Regions from separate parts of the Mus musculus genome. Here region 2 is linked to region 1. A link is a contact called in public Hi-C data. All regions are on one chromosome and are shown on one strand. Each heading gives the region's core, a stretch centred on a gene start, on an enhancer-like site or on the middle of the called end of the contact. The rest is flanking DNA. Distances are from core to core; before and after follow the strand shown. Region 1 overlaps 1700037F03Rik (a long non-coding RNA gene). Region 2 has its middle 42 kb from the start of Glrx.

Evidence for each region. A called contact is a pair of places that touch in the nucleus more often than the background predicts.
Region 2: a contact with region 1 is called in a Hi-C map of liver, with 9 times the contacts expected there. The contact joins two enhancer-like sites. A contact is called at or near these places in 11 of 484 Hi-C or Micro-C datasets (embryonic stem cells, liver and morula), 3 of 115 datasets of contacts at active chromatin or transcription factors (all in embryonic stem cells) and 1 of 9 other capture datasets (embryonic stem cells).

The regions. Positions count from the first base shown.
Region 1 is chr13:75,651,647-75,655,084 of GRCm38.p6, reverse strand. 1700037F03Rik (a long non-coding RNA gene) reads left to right here. Exons shown (of 3, transcript XR_873683.1): 3 at 1,374-1,432. Among named protein-coding and RNA genes, the nearest start is that of Mir682, 8.3 kb to the right of the region's middle. Within about 2 kb of position 1,919, at least 5 of the 459 cell types and tissues checked have an H3K27ac peak or open chromatin away from gene starts, as enhancers often do. A contact at or near this core is called in liver, where this site is marked.
Region 2 is chr13:75,796,347-75,799,784 of GRCm38.p6, reverse strand. No RefSeq gene overlaps it. Among named protein-coding and RNA genes, the nearest start is that of Glrx, 42 kb to the left of the region's middle. Within about 2 kb of position 1,839, at least 284 of the 459 cell types and tissues checked have an H3K27ac peak or open chromatin away from gene starts, as enhancers often do. A contact at or near this core is called in liver, where this site is marked.

The sequences.
Region 1 (3,438 bases), core at 670-3,169:
AGAAAATGTGCCACATTTACACAGTGGGTACTTAGCCATTAAAAAAAAAAAAAGTCATGAAATTTACAGGTAAATTGATCAAACTAGAAAAAAAAAGTCATCCTGAGTGTGGTAATCCAGACCTAGAAAGACAAATTGGTATCTATCTATTGATATGTGGGTATTAGCTGTTAAGTTATTGATAAGACAGCTAAAATCCATAGAACCATAGAAGTTAAGTATAGAGTAAGGGACTTGGTTGGGGGAAGGGGTGATCTCCCTAGGATAGGGTAAATAGAATAGATAGTTATGGATTAGTAGGGTAAGGGACTGGAATACAGTAAGAAACAACTAAAATTAAGGGCCCTTGAGGGCTTGGAACCCGTGCTTGATATTGCTTGTTTGACCAAGAAGCTGATACTAGGTAGGTGAAGGTCCTAGGGTAAAGTTAAATACTGCTGTTCTAAAAAATTTAAAAAGTAGTAATATGATGACTCCTAATGACATCTGCTATTCTCAAAGATCAGTGCCTTTGCTCAGCCATCATCAGAGAAACTCCCTCCTGCAGCCAATGAGAACAAATAGAGACACACAGCCAGTCATTATGAAGAGAATGGAAGGCCTTGGAACACAGTCCTAAAGAGGATGCTTCCATCAAATCCCTCCCCTCAGGGCTTGGAAAACACTGCAGAAGAAGGCACAGAAAGAGTATAAGAGCAAGAAGGGATGGAGGACACCAAGAGAACAGGCACTCTAAAGCAACATAACCAAAGCTCCTATGATTTCACCCAGACCGAGGAAGCATGTGCAGGGACTGTATAGGTAGGCTCGCAGCAGGTCCTTTTTGTAGGTATTATGTCTTCCAGTTTAGTGTTCTTATGAGACTCCTGAGTGTGTGAATGAGTAGGTCTTTGATTCTTGTGCCTTCTCTTGAAATCTTTTCCTTCTAGGTCTTTTTTAGTCAGTTTGTTTGTTTGTTTGTTTGTTTGTGTCCAATATGGTAGTTTAAAAAAATTTTAAAGTCCTATTTTTGTTTTATTATTATCCCTTAGAAGCATGCTTGCTTTCTGGAAACAGAAGGAAGGGAAGATGAGGAGGTACTATGAGGAGTAAAGGGAGGGGAAACGAATTTTTATGTGAATATTTTATGTGGGTAAAGAAATTTATTTCCAATTTAAGGAAATAAATCACAAAAATATAAAAATATAAGTACATAACAGCCAGTGTTTAGCACCACTGGCTATGAAGACGTCAGACCTTGAACTAGACTGATGTATTTGAGCATCTAGAAATTACCACTTGCCAGTTATATCCATGGACAGGTCACTCAATTTTCTTAGGTTTTGATTTTCTTAGCCGTCGATTATGGTCATAATTGTATCTTTTTCCTCAAGGTATGGCAGTATCAGGGCTTCCAGTGAGTAGTGATTGAGCTGTTATTCTTCCTCTAGCCACTTGCCACATGTAAGTGTTTAAATTATATTAGATATAGTAAAAATTGTTTCTCAAGTTTCACTTTACCTATTTTAAGTGTTTATTAGTCATTAATGTGGTGGCTAGAGGCTAGCAAAGTACACACTAGAGTGAAATCCAACAAATGTTTTTCTATCATAGAATGTTTCATGCCCTGGGAAACACTAGTCGCTTAGGTGTATACTTCAGTAAGATCCATGCATTCTCACAGAAAATTCATTTCAAACCCTGTTTGGGAAAATCTAGCACTTCTCAGCTTCTGCAAATAAACAGCGTATCTCTGGCTTGGGCAGAATTGTGAGGGAAATCCAGGAGTAAGGCTTAGTGTGTATACCTTTGTTTCTTGTCCCTTTAGATCCATAAATGAGCTTACCTGCAAGTAAACAGGCACAGGGTACAGCCAATCAATTGAGTACACTGATCTGGCTCCCCTTCCTGCCCCATTTCTGAGGTCACACTTACTGTTTTTGCTGTTTAGTAAGTTTGTTAAGGTAGAACATTAACTCCTCTGCCCTGTTTTTACTACCATTGGGACACTACTGTGAGGCTGCTGCTGTTCTTTCTCTCGTTGTGTGTGTGTGTGTGTGTGTGTGTGTGTGTGTGTGTGTGTTTGTGTGTGTGCCTGTGTGTGCATACCTGTTTGAGTGTATGTGCTTGTATATGTTTGTGTGTCTATGTGTGTGTCTATGTGTGTGATGGGAAGTGCAAGAGGATAAGACAAATATTAGAACACCCTGGCACTGATAGGAAAGTAAATATTAATGGGACGAGGAAGTCAGCACATTTTAAGACTTTATGTGTAATACTTATTCAAGGTATTTGATAGGTCTTCTAAAAAGCCTTTACTACCATTTTGGTCTTCCCATAGTTTATAAAAGCACAACGTTTGAAGCTCAAGCCATACACTAATATTGCTTTGATAAAGGACCTGGAATGGTTTTCTTAATCTTTCTAAGCCTCACTTTCTCCGTTTGAAAAAGTAGGATCAGTATTGGTCTCTATATCTCACAGGATTAATTAAAAAGTTTGTGTGTGTGTGTGTGTGTGCCCTTATAGTTCAGCCTACTACTGGGGAAATGCCATATGAATTTTAAAAAATTAAGATAAAGAAGTTTGGGGTGGTAGTGCAATTGGCACTTGGGAGGTGGAGGCAGAAGAATTAGGAGTTGAACTTGACTTGTGACTTCATAGTATTGGAGGCACATCTGTCACAAACAAACGGACAGACAAAAAAAAAAAAAAACCAACAACAACAACAACAACAAAAACAGATAAAAAAAAGGTCATTTTTTTACTGTCCGTTGACAATGTGATACTTTAACTAAATATTATGCATAATATGTGCACCTTTCTAAGAGGAGTTTAAAGTGTATTTTAAAATCCAATGTTCTTATCCTTTTGCCTATCTTTTAGAATAAATAGTTACTGTGTTCCATAAACACTCTACTGTGCTACTTACGGTACCTGTTTAGTTAAGCACAGGCCTAGCAGCTGGGGATATGTCAAAGTCTGAAGAGCAAGGGGAGTGCTGCTTAGAGTAACTGTGTGTGAAAAATCGCTCAGAGAATTATTAAGCAGTGTCAAAAAGAAGCCTGTTAGAGATTCTTTAAGTAATGAGGCCATAACCTGCCTCTCAAATTTATTTTGTATCCTAGAAGGATGCTTTTTATTTTTTTCCAGCAAAGCTACATTATTGGTTTTTAATACTAAAATGTGGCATATCTTTGGGATTTTAAATTATTTACATATTTCACACTATTTTGTAATGCTCTGAGACTGTGCAGTACTAATGCACTGAAAATCAGCTGCCAGGGAGTTGTCGTTGTTATCACTTATTTTGAGTCAGAAAGCTGTGCTGGTTCATACAGCTGTTTTCCCAGCTGAAATAATAGAGCAGGTTGGTGATGTTTGAACACCGTTAATTGCTGAATGTTCTTAAACTAGTAAATAGGTCTGATTAACTGGAGGCTAAACACTAACCCAAAC
Region 2 (3,438 bases), core at 590-3,089, 140 kb before region 1:
GGTCTGCAGAGTGATTACTTAGGACAGTAGCCAGTCTCACCCAAACAAGGGAATATACAAAGGCCTAGTGAATAGGTGAGTTATCCATCAAAGAGTTAGGGAATCCCCCTGGGACCAGTTTCTTCACTAGGCCCAAAGGAACAGCATAATCAAGTTTTTACTAAGAACCCCTAGTGGTGGGCTTAACAATAGACTGGCATTACACCTGGCTCCATTCTAAGTGGTAAACAGCGGCCTGGTCCCCGCCATCTTTTGATGTATAGATTCCTTTTGTTTTGTGTCACTGTAATTCAGCAGATATGTCCTGCCTGGCTTTTCTTGTTTTTTCTTCTGTATAAAAAAGTCTGTTTTTCGTTTGGACATTATACTCAGATTCAACATACTCTCTCGTGTCGTGTCTGTTTGTCACCCCACTCCTTCGCCCACCTGCAACCAGAGACCCGTTCCTCGCAGATAGGAGACCCAAAAAAGAGGTCCATCTGTGGCACTCAAGGCCGATCCAGCCTCATCTGGCTTGTTACCTATGCTGTGTACTTCCATGTGACAGGGGCAGAGGCAGAATCTATAACACGTTTTCCTGGCCTGCTCCAGCTGCCTAAGGTCGAGCCCAGCCAGCAGTGTTCCTTGTCTGTCCACTGGAGGCAGGTTTGTCACCATATCCCTGCAAGCCACTGTGAAAAGCCTTGTTTGCTTTTGCCCTAGAGTCCAGCCAGTCCCCTGACCTCTAACCCAGAACTATTTGTTCCAGGCGTTCCTCAGTCTGACATTCTAGTTGAAAACAAAGCCAAAAAAAAAAAAAACCCAAACCAAAAAAACCCAACAAACAAACAAACCTACCATCTTCCAATCATCCCTCTATATTTGGGGGTCAGATGAGCTGGTTACCTTTATGGTCTAGAGGGAATGAGTCAGTTAGCGTTTAAGCAAGAAGCAACATCTGCTGTAGTTCAGAGGCTGGCAGAGCACCAACGGCTGGGAAACTGTAGGAAGCAAGAGACCTGGCCAGAGTTCTTTAGTCCTATGCTGTGTGTCCATGAATGCCTAGGCCAGTTCCTCCTCCAACAGATATTTTGTCTCATGTTAGAAACCTTCTCTGTAGCATCTGGCCAAAACCTAAACCTATTGCTGGCCAGAGTTTTCTGAGACCCACTTCCAGCCTCAGAAATAGTTGAGGCTTGATGTCAGACTTGTCATAGCTGGCTGGGTTTTGCTTCATTTCCTCTTCCTAACAGTTGCTCAGCCAGTCTTTATTTGCATGTGGGCAAAGACTTTGGTAAAGAAAGGAGGAGCCTTGTTAGCTGCCGTCTCACTCATGGCTAAGTCATGAGTAATTCTACTAGCAGAGCTAGTATTTGATACCCCTTACTCCTTTCTGCTTATACAGAAAGGTGAGGGATTATATAGGATTATTTATGAGTTTCTGTTAATTGTAAAATTTAGTACAAATCCAGCAATGAGGGTAGTGATGGTCACTTTTTCTATTTGTTCAGAGATCATGTACAATCTTGTACCCTTTACATAACACATATACACCTTGAATACACATGTGCATATGTGCTTGCCACACCACATTCTATAACAAGGAAAGGACCTCGAGGAATGGTTTGGATAGAGGGTATGTATTTCTGCTAGTGTTCCTGGCAGGCCTTGCAGTCAGGCCTGGCTGCTAGCAGTCTCAAAGCTCACAGAATTCAGAGACCATCCACTCCAGGCTGCTGCTTATCCCACACTATCCAGCAGATGGCGCTGCACGCCGCACTGTCGCACCTGTCTGCCTTGGCTGTCAGGAAGTCAGAGTTACTACTGTGCAGTCAGGAAGTGGGTCTGCTCTCACTGAGCAGCGGTGGCTTACGCAAACCATGACTCATGGGTTTGACGAGGGCCTTTGTCAGAAGCAATGAGATCTGACCGTCACCACCCAATGGAAAGCAAAGTGCCTAGCTGGCCGGAGATCATGGTTGCTCACCGTTGATGCCTGGCTTTTTCAGGCAGCATGAGTTCATGCGGAATTTCAGAACCTGGCTGTGACTGATTCACTTTCTGTAAACGAGGGTCACCATTTCCACTTCCTCCGCTTGGGCTATTATTTGAACTTCGAGGTCAGCAACTGTTCTGGTGCTTACCGGAGGCTTTTGAGTATTTCATAAGTACTATTTCTTTCCTCTTCTTAAAAGTTTACTTTGCGATAAGGTCTCAGTATGTAAGCCTACCTTCTTGGAACTGGCTATGTAGATCAGTCTGACATCCAGTCCACCCGCCTCTGTTTCCTGAGTGCTGGGATTAAAGGCACATCTCACCACCCACTCATCGCAGCAACATTTAGCACAGATCTGAAGTATGAAATTGTTATCTCTCAGCCCTTCAAAAGTGGGTTAGTCTCAAATATCATACTGCTCTGCTTTTGCCTGGAGGGCAGGAGAGTAACCTCCATAGAATGCCTGAAACTTGGATGGTATTAAACTCTATACACACCGTTTTACTATATATATACATATATATCTTATCATATATGTGGCTGTATCTTTTGTAGTTTGTGAAGCCATAGAAAGTTAGTTCAGACTTCTTCTTTTCCTTTTTTTTTTTTTATTTTATTGTTAGAAGATCTTAGCAGCTCCAACATAATTCTTTTATTAGTGGAGACTTTTATCCTGTCTTATACATTTTTTGCTTGTTTGTTTGTTTTGTTTTTCGAGACAGGGTAGACCAGGCTGGCCTTGAACTCGGAAATCCACCTGCCTCTGCTTCCCGAGCGCTGGGATGAAAGGCGTGTGCCACCATGCCCGACTCTGTCTAATACATTTTATAGCTCATCTTTGGTGTACCTGACTTGTACCTGTTGTCTTATACATTGTGGTCTGTAATTGAGTTAGGGTGAATTGAACACAGTCAAGGACTTCATCCTCTGACTAGTGGGTAGTGGCATATACAGTGGATGCAATGGCCTGGATGACTCATACAATAGACTGGACCCTATGGGAAGGATGAGATGGCATCATACTCAGCGCTAAGGGCATGTATACCATCTTACATCATACTCAGCGCTATGGGCATGTATACCATCTCACAACTTAAGAACGGTTTATTTCTAGAATTTTCTATCTCATACTTTGGGAATGTTGTTAAGGCTAACGAAAATAAGACAGTGAATAAAAGGCAGTGGCGATCTAGTGTTTACATGTACATGTATTTGTATAGAAATTCATGTGAAACTTTTGAAAATTCTTGTGGCAGGAAGCCCCAGAGGGGATGGCTTATGGGGACAGTGATGACTGCGCCAGGTGTGTTGATGACTGGAGTCAACCTGTTCTAAAGAGTCTGCCAGAACTGGATTAATGTGCAAAAGACACAAGTTGTAGTTAGACACAGAGAAGCAACAAAGCCAGAAGGGCTCCTAGTGTTGAGGCAATGATCCAGAAGGGGGCTAGGTAGCAGGAGCCA